Linked DNA regions of Pan troglodytes: region 2 is linked to region 1. Evidence: chromatin contacts called from public Hi-C data. All regions are on one chromosome and are shown on one strand. Each heading gives the region's core, a stretch centred on a gene start, on an enhancer-like site or on the middle of the called end of the contact. The rest is flanking DNA. Distances are from core to core; before and after follow the strand shown.

Region 1 (4,600 bases), core at 674-3,173:
ATTTTAGTAGAGACGGGGTTTCACCGTGTTAGCCAGGATGGTCTCGATTTCCTGACCTCGTGATCCACCCACCTCAGCCTCCCAAAGTGCTGGGATTACAGGCGTGAGCCACCGCACCCAGCCATTTCCTGGTGTTTTCATAGGTTCCAATATGCATGCTAAGTACTCATAGCTTCCTAGGTTGTTTACCATAACCACCCCTTACAGCTGGCTGGGCACACATTACCATTTCAGGTTATTAAGGGCAATTCTTAGGTGCCCATGTTATAAAAATACGAACAGTGAAGGTTGCTTCCTGAGTTCTACTATCCTACTAAGACATCAGAAATACCATCTAGTCCTTTTAAAAGCTTCCATTGTGGCCAGGGGCGGTGGTTCATGCCTGTAATCCCAGCACTGTGGGAGGCTGAGGTGGGTGGATCATGAAGTCAGGAGTTTGAGACCAACCTGGCCAACATGGTGAAACCCCCTCTACTAAAAATTCAAATATTAGCCAGGCGTGGTGACGCGTGCCTGTAGTCCCGGCTACTCAGGAGGCTGAGGCAGGAGAATGGCTTGAACCCAGGTGGTGGAGATTGCAGTGAGCCGAGATCATGGCACTGCACTCAAGCCTGGGTGATAAAATGAGACTTGTCTCAAAAAAAAAAAAAAAAAAAAAAGCTTCCATTGTGTGGTAACTTTCTCCATTCATGGCAGCCCATTCTCTTCACTTTTGTAGTTTTCAGCTGCTAAAAAGCCTTCACGAAATGTACTCCACCATCTCTTCCTGTTTAGAACCTGAATCTGTCTAATCATCCCCCTATGATAAAGTGGTCAAGAGTTTGATTTTCTGTCAGAGTTCAGAGTTCAAATTCTAGCTCTTCCACTTACTAGTTGTGTGACCTTGGGCAAGTTTACTCAACTCCCCTCTACTGTAGTTCCCTCATTTGTAAAGTGAAATAACACCAGGTTCATGGGGGTGCTTGTGAAGATTAATAAGGTGATGTAGGTAAAATACTGAGCACAGCCCCTGGCATACACTTAAGCACTCAATATTGGCTCTCTTCATGAACTAGGTACCAATTCACTGATGATCGTAATATTGTTGCTTCCCTCTTTCTAGGCTTTATGGCTCTATTTTGCTTGTTACTGAGGGGTAAAAGATAAATGTTTACCATCACCTAGAATTGGGTTCTGGCCTCTAAAGGAACCTGAGGCTTAGATGAATTATTGGCTTTGGAAGCTGGCCTTCAAATTACTGCGCTAATTTATACTTTTCATTAAAAACTCAGCTTGCCTCTTCTATATAGCTGTCTTCCCTGGCCCTGAAACCCTAGTGTTTCGCCATAAAAGATTTTAAAATTAAGGGGTCATAATTCCCTCCCCATGATGTGTGGATTAATGGTAAGAAGATGCACAGAACATAATATTCTTACGTTGAACGAAATAAAAGCAAAGAGTTGGCTCTGTTTCTCACCTTTGAAGCACAAATCAAGAGATACTATGATGAAGCATAGTTTTTCTTTATGTAGGTGTGTAGAACTTTACCATAAAAATCACTAGTTCAGCCATCAGGAGATCTGGATCCTAGGCTCTTCACTGTCACCAAGATGCTGTGACCTCTAACCTTGTATACAGGTTTGCTTTGTACTTTGCGAGGTTGAGCATTAGGTAAGGAAAGTGCCTAGCATCATACCTGGCGCACAGAACCCAAAACGGTAGGTATCATGTAGCAGTTCTGAAAATCTAGCCCATCAGGATGATGCAAATGGGTACTTTAGGCAGTGAGAAGGGGAACCACATCTTGACACTTCCAGTCGAAGGAAGAGTGCGACTGCGCGGCAGCAAAGACTACGCCTCCCAGCGTGCTTTGCGGCGGGCCGGCCCGCTTTACCCAGAGTCGCCCTGCCGCAATCGCGCGTCTTTCCACCGAGGCCCCGGATGTAGATTCCCTACCCCGTTCAGTGGTCGTGGCCTCACAGCGACTCTAAGACTTGGGGCTCTCTCATTGGCTGTAACTCTTCCACTGGATTGGTAGCAAAAAAAGAGGCGGTGCCCAAGGCGAAAGGCTCTGTGACTACAGCCAATCAGAATCGAGGCCGGGCTTTGGCGGGAGGTGGGAACGCTGTGGCCATTCGGATTTGGCGCGAGCGCGGCTGGAGTTTGCTGCTGCCGCTGTGCAGTTTGTTCAGGGGCTTGTGGTGGTGAGTCCGAGAGGCTGCGTGTGAGAGACGTGAGAAGGATCCTGCACTGAGGTGGAAAGAAGAGGATTGCTCGAGGAGGCCTGGGGTCTGTGAGGCAGCGGAGCTGGGTGAAGGCTGCGGGTTCCGGCGAGGCCTGAGGTGAAGTGAAGGGAAAAGAGCTGAGCTCGCTGGAGGTCTGAGGTCGGGATCAGGGAAAGGGCAGGTGCCCTCGGGGTAGTTCTAGCAGTTATGCCTGGTGTGAAGGAGGTGAAAGTTGTAGGAAGGAAATATTCTGGGGTGCGTTGAGAGCTGCCTAGAATGAGGACTGAGTGCAGGGGCGGAAAGACCTGAGGGAAGACTGAGCTGCAGTGTGAGGGCTTGGGATAGAAGAGACTAAATGTGGCGGGTGCTGGGCTGAACTGGTGATAAAGACACCCCGCGTGCCTGGAGGGAGGAAACTAGAAGTTCTATATAAATCAATTCATGTAACTTTTTTTTTTTTTGAGACGGAGTCTCGCTCTTGTCGCCCAGGCTGTAGTGCAGTGGCGCGATCTCGGCTCACTGCAACCTCTGCCTGCCGGGTTCAAGCCATTCTCCTGCCTCAGCCTCTTCATGTAGCTGGGACTACAGGCGCCCGCCACCACGTCCGGCTAATTTTTTTTTTTTTTTTTTTTTTTTTGAGACGGAGTCTCGCTCGGTCTCCCAGGCTGGAGTGCAGTGGCGCGATCTCGGCTCACTGCAAGCTCCGCCTCCCGGGTTCACGCCATTCTCCTGCCTCAGCCTCCCGAGTAGCTGGGACTACAGGCGCCCACCACCACGCCCCGCTAATTTTTTGCATTTTTAGTAGAGACGGGGTTTCACCGTGTTAGCCAGGATGGTCTCGGCCTCCCAAAGTGTTGGGATTACAGGCGTGAGCCACCGCGTTTGGCCGTAATTTTTGTACTTTTAGTAGAGACGGGGCTTCTCCATGTTGGTCAGGCTGGTCTCGAACTCCTGACCTCAGGTGATCCGCCCGCCTCAGCCTCCCAAAGTGCTGGGATTACAGGCATGGGCCACCGCGCCCGGCCCATTTCAGGTAACTTGTTATTGCATCGCTCAATTGGTTAAGAACTTGGGCTCTGGCACCAGATGCCCGGGGTTATTCCTGTTTTTCTGTGACTTTGGGCCACTGTTTATCTCAGTTTTCTCATGTGTAAAATAAAGGCTAATAATAGTACCTACCTCTAAGATCGTTGTTAAACGAGTTGGTACCTAAAGTGTTTATAACAGCGCCTTCCACGTAGTAGGTGGACAACAAATGTCAGCTGTTCTTGCATAGATTTGGATGTGAAGCAAAAGTGAATGCTAAAATAAGTGTGATAACATAATTAGGAAATAAGTGTTAATCATCAGTATAAATAAATTCCATGTTAGTTATTTTCTCTTCACTTTCACATATTGACTAATTGTCCTCTTATTTTTTTTAATCTAGCTGTGCTGTCGTCATGCCTCAAACCCGATCCCAGGCACAGGCTACAATCAGTTTTCCAAAAAGGAAGCTGTCTCGGGCATTGAACAAAGCTAAAAACTCCAGTGATGCCAAACTAGAACCAACAAATGTCCAAACCGTAACCTGTTCTCCTCGTGTAAAAGCCCTGCCTCTCAGCCCCAGGAAACGTCTGGGTAAACCATCCATTATATCACTTTTTCACTAGCAGCTCGTGACCTTTCTTTTCTTGGTAAGATGTGTGTCCTTTGAAGGAGCTTTCTAAGTTCAGTTAAGACTTCTTTTTTTTTTTTTTTTTTTTTGAGACAGAGTCTCGCTCCATCTCCCAGGCTGGAGTGCAATGGTGCGATCTTGGCTCACTGCAACCTCCGCCTCCTGGGTTCAAGCGATTCTCCTGCCTCAGCCTCCCAAGTAGCTGGGATTACAGGCGCCCACCACCAAGCCTGGCTAATTTTTTTTTTTTTTTTTTTTTTTGTATTTTTAGTTGAGACAGGGTTTTGCCATATTGGCCAATCTGGTCTCTGAACTCCTGACCTCAGGTGATCCAACTGCCTCGGCCTCCCAAAGTGCTGGGATTATAGGCATGAGCTACCGCTCCTGGCCTAAGACTACTCTTCATTTTAGTTATTTTCAGAATGGTTGCTAAGTGCTTACCGAACTCCAGAGTTAAGCCACTTACTGAGGTCACTCTGAACTACTTAATAGGTCTGATCTTCAGTTCCTTAATACTGAACTTAGTTCTGTCAATGTTTTAAGTTACCTTGTAGTTACATGGTATTATGAAACTTACCTCAATATTTGTGAAATTAAAAGAAACAAAAACGTGACATGATGAATATTTTCCATCCTTTAGGACAGTGATTGGTAATTCTTTCTTGTTTTGGAACATTTGTTTTTAAATGCGGGGTAATTTGGTTGTTTCTGGAGACATTTTTGGTTGTTACAGCTGGGG
Region 2 (4,600 bases), core at 1,448-3,947, 270 kb before region 1:
GGTCCGCGGCTTCCTTCTTGAAGTCAGTGAGACCAAGCACTCACCAATTTCGGACACAAGCCCAGGAGTTTGAGATCAGCCTGGGCAACATGATGAAACCCCATCTCTGCAAAAAAAAAAAATTACAAAAATTGGCGGAGCATGGTGGTCCGTGCCTGTGGTCCCAGCTACACGGGAGGCTAAAGTGGGAGGATCGCTTGAGCCTGGGAGGTGGAGACTGCAGTGAGCTGTGATTGTACCACGGCCCTCTAGGCTGGGGGACAGACTGAGACCCTGTTTCACCCCCGCAAAAAAATTGACAAAAGTGTAATAAGAGGTGCCTGATATGGCTAGGCGTAGTGGCTCATGCCTGTAATCCCAGCACTTTGGGAAGCCGAGGCGGGCGGATCACCTAAGGTCAGGAGTTTGAGACCAGCCTGGCCAACATGGAGAAAGCCCATCTCTTCTAAAAATACAAAATTAGCCGGCTGTGGGGGCAGTGGTGGAGCATGCCTGTAATCCCAGCTACTCAGGAGGCTGAGGCAGGAGAATCGCTTGAACCCAGGAGGCGGCGGTTGCAGTGAGCCGAGATCGTGCCATTGCACTCCACCCACTCCAGCCTGGGCAACAAGAGCCAAACTCTGTCTTAAAAAAAAAAAAAAAAAAAAGTGCCTGACGTATAAGAGGTGTGCAATGCAATAGTTGCCAGGCAACATGTTTAAGAATGTGGAGCTCCTGCCTTCCATGGTCCTGTTAAAAACCCACCCTCAAGGCCAAGTGCAGTGGCTCATGCCTGTAATCCCAGCACTTTGGGAGGCCGAGGCGAGTGGATCACCTGAGGTCAGGAGTTCGAGACCAGCCTGACCACCAACATGGTGAAATCCCACCTCTATTAAAAATACAAAATTAGATGAGCATGGTGGTGCATGCCTGTAATCCCACCTACTTGGGAGGCTGAGGCAGGAAAATCACTAGAACCAGGGAGGCGGAGGTTATAGTGAGCCGAGATCGTGCCATTGCACTCCAGCCTGAGCAATGAGCGAAACTCCATTTCAAAAAAACAACAACAAAAACCCACCCTCTACTCCCAGGGAGCTGGGTACAGAGCTGGGCCCCATCAGTGCAAGGTGCTGAGCCACGGAGCTAAGGCGGAGCTGCAGGACCGCGGACCAGATAACAGTGTGTGAGATCAGTGTGTGAGATCAGACGTCCCTGCCATTGGTGACCACCAGGGGGCCCCCAAGCACCAGAGATGGCCCCATGCAGTCACCACGTCCACTTCTCATCCAGAGATGTCTGTTTCTTGGCATGCTGGGGTAAATTAGGACAGAAGGTGACAGTCTTGGGTGTGGCCAGTCAGACTGCCCCAGGCAGGCCTTGTGGCCTGTAGAAAACGTTCAGGCCTAGGCCAGGCACGGTGGCTCACGCCTGTAATCCCGGCACTTTGGGAGGCCGAGGCCGGTGGATCACGAGGTCAGGAGATCGTGACCATCCTGGCTAACACGGTGAAACCCCGTCTCTACTAAAAATACAAAAAATTGGCCGGGCATGGTGGCGGGCACCTGTAGTTCCAGCTACTTGGGAGGCTGAGGCAGGAGAATGGCGTGAACCCAGGAGGCAGAGTTTGCAGTGAGCCGAGATCGTGCCACTGCACTCCAGCCTGGGCAACAGAGCAAGACTCCATCTGGAAAAGAAAAAGAAAACGTTCAGGTCTGAGCCAGAGGCCCAGGCTGTAATTCTGTCACTTACCATGACCTTGGGCAAGGCACTTCCTTCCCTGGCCCAGTTCACGGGGTTGGAATCGACTCCAAGGTCCCTTCCAGCATTAACGCTGCATGGTTCTAAGATGAGAAGATGGGGCAGTTTCCCCTCTCTCACCCCAGCCCGTGTCCACTTCAAGGTGAATGACCAAGGAAGTCACGTGTCCCAATCCCGCAGTTCCAAAGCCCTTGGGGACCCTACTGTCAGGGTCGTGCACGAGGAGGTGAAGGTCAGGTGAGCCAATCGCCTCGAAGGGTCTTGCCTCATTCGGGACAGACATCCGGTTTCCTCTGGGCTCTACCGGGATTCTAGGGGCTTTAGCCGAATGAGTCATGGGGGCCGGGGGGGTTTCTGGGGGAGTTCCCAGCTAATCAACTTGGGACAGGACAGCCTGGAACTTTCGATGGTGCCTATCCAAGTGTGGGGTGGGCACAGCAGCCGAGACCCAATGTCCTTATCTCAGGTAGGGGCTCAGGAGGTCTCCCAGACAGGCAGCCTCCGGAGAGTTTGGGGGTAGGAATGGGGGCAACCAGCTTCTTTTTTTCTCTCTTAGAATTTGCGGGCTTGGGGGACAGGCTTGAGAATCCCAAAGGAGAGGGGCAAAGGACACTGCCCCCGCAAGTCTGCCAGAGCAGAGAGGGAGACCCCGACTCAGCTGCCACTTCCCCACAGGCTGCTGCCGCTTCCAGGCGTCTATCAGCGGCTCAGCCTTTGTTCAGCTGTTCTATTCAAACACTCTGGGGCCATTCAGGCCTGGGTGGGGCAGCGGGAGGAAGGGAGTTTGAGGGGGGCAAGGCGACGTCAAAGGAGGATCAGAGATTCCACAATTTCACAAAACTTTCGCAAACAGCTTTTTGTTCCAACCCCCCTGCATTGTCTTGGACACCAAATTTGCATAAATCCTGGGAAGTTATTACTAAGCCTTAGTCGTGGCCCCAGGTAATTTCCTCCCAGGCCTCCATGGGGTTATGTATAAAGGCCCCCCTAGAGCTGGGCCCCAAAACAGCCCGGAGCCTGCAGCCCAGCCCCACCCAGACCCATGGCTGGACCTGCCGCCCAGAGCCCCATGAAGCTGATGGGTGAGTGTCTTGGCCCAGGATGGGAGAGCCGCCTGCCCTGGCATGGGAGGGAGGCTGGTGTGACAGAGGGGCTGGGGATCCCTGTTCTGGGAATGGGGATTAAAGGCACCCAGTGTCCCCGAGAGGGCCTCAGGTGGTAGGGAACAGCATGTCTCCTGAGCCCGCTCTGTCCCCAGCCCTGCAGCTGCTGCTGTGGCACAGTGCACTCTGGACAGTGCAGGAAGCCACCCCCCTGGGCCCTGCCAGCTCCCTGCCCCAGAGCTTCCTGCTCAAGTGCTTAGAGCAAGTGAGGAAGATCCAGGGCGATGGCGCGGCGCTCCAGGAGAAGCTGGTGAGTGAGGCGGGTGAGAGGGCTGTGGAGGGAAGCCCGGCGGGGAGAGCTAAGGGGGATGGAACTGCAGGGCCGACATCCTCTGGAAGGGACATGGGAGAATATTAGGAGCAGTGGAGCTGGGGAAGGCTGGGAAGGGATTTGGGGAGGAGGACCTTGGTGGGGACAGTGCTCAGGAGGGCTGGCTGGGATGGGAGTAGAGGCATCACATTCAGGAGAAAGGGCAAGGGCCCCTGTGAGATCAGAGAGTGGGGGTGCAGGGCAGAGAGGAACTGAACAGCCTGGCAGGACATGGAGGGAGGGGAAAGACCAGAGAGTCGGGGAGGACCCGGGAAGGAGCGGCGACCCGGCCACGGCGAGTCTCACTCAGCATCCTTCCATCCCCAGTGTGCCACCTACAAGCTGTGCCACCCCGAGGAGCTGGTGCTGCTCGGACACTCTCTGGGCATCCCCTGGGCTCCCCTGAGCAGCTGCCCCAGCCAGGCCCTGCAGCTGGTGAGTGTCAGGAAAGGATAAGGCTAATGAGGAGGGGGAAGGAGAGGAGGGACACCCATGGGCTCCCCCAGGTCTCCAGGTTCCAAGCTGGGGGCCTGACGTATCTCAGGCAGCACCCCCTAACTCTTCTGCTCTGTCTCACAGGCAGGCTGCTTGAGCCAACTCCATAGCGGCCTCTTCCTCTACCAGGGGCTCCTGCAGGCCCTGGAAGGGATCTCCCCCGAGTTGGGTCCCACCTTGGACACACTGCAGCTGGATGTCGCCGACTTTGCCACCACCATCTGGCAGCAGGTGAGCCTTGTTGGGCAGGGTGGCCAAGGTCGTGCTGGCATTCTGGGCACCACAGCCGGGCCTGTGTATGGGCCCTGTCCATGCTGTCAGCCCCCAGCATTTCCTCATTTGTAATAATGCCCACTCAGAAGGGCCCAACCACTGATCACAGCTTTCCTCCACAGATGGAAGAACTGGGAATGGCCCCTGCCCTGCAGCCCACCCAGGGTGCCATGCCGGCCTTCGCCTCTGCTTTCCAGCGCCGGGCAGGAGGGGTCCTGGTTGCCTCCCATCTGCAGAGCTTCCTGGAGGTGTCGTACCGCGTTCTACGCCACCTTGCCCAGCCCTGAGCCAAGCCCTCCCCATCCCATGTATTTATCTCTATTTAATATTTATGTCTATTTAAGCCTCATATTTAAAGACAGGGAAGAGCAGAACGGAGCCCCAGGCCTCTGTGTCCTTCCCTGCATTTCTGAGTTTCATTCTCCTGCCTGTAGCAGTGAGAAAAAGCTCCTGTCCTCCCATCCCCTGGACTGGGAGGTAGATAGGTAAATACCAAGTATTTATTACTATGACTGCTCCCCAGCCCTGGCTCTGCAGTGGGCACTGGGATGAGCCGCTGTGAGCCCCTGGTCCTGAGGGTCCCCACCTGGGACCCTTGAGAGTATCAGGTCTCCCACGTGGG

The links. Hi-C and Micro-C count contacts between places; a contact is called where the count stands out from the background.
Region 2: a Hi-C map of stem cell-derived neural progenitor cells shows a contact between it and region 1, with 6 times the contacts expected there. The contact joins the promoter of CSF3 here to the promoter of CDC6 in region 1. A contact is called at or near these places in 1 of 7 Hi-C or Micro-C datasets (stem cell-derived neural progenitor cells) and 1 of 1 datasets of contacts at active chromatin or transcription factors (stem cell-derived excitatory neurons).

The regions. Positions count from the first base shown.
Region 1 is chr19:27,816,592-27,821,191 of NHGRI_mPanTro3-v2.0_pri, reverse strand. It overlaps CDC6 (cell division cycle 6), which reads left to right and starts at 1,923. Exons shown (of 12, transcript XM_009432229.4): 1 at 1,923-2,363; 2 at 3,634-3,824. The coding sequence starts at 3,647.
Region 2 is chr19:28,088,379-28,092,978 of NHGRI_mPanTro3-v2.0_pri, reverse strand. It overlaps CSF3 (colony stimulating factor 3), which reads left to right and starts at 2,697. Exons shown (of 4, transcript XM_016931876.3): 1 at 2,697-2,819; 2 at 2,996-3,150; 3 at 3,790-3,936; 4 at 4,101-4,600. The coding sequence starts at 2,780. The coding sequence ends at 4,265.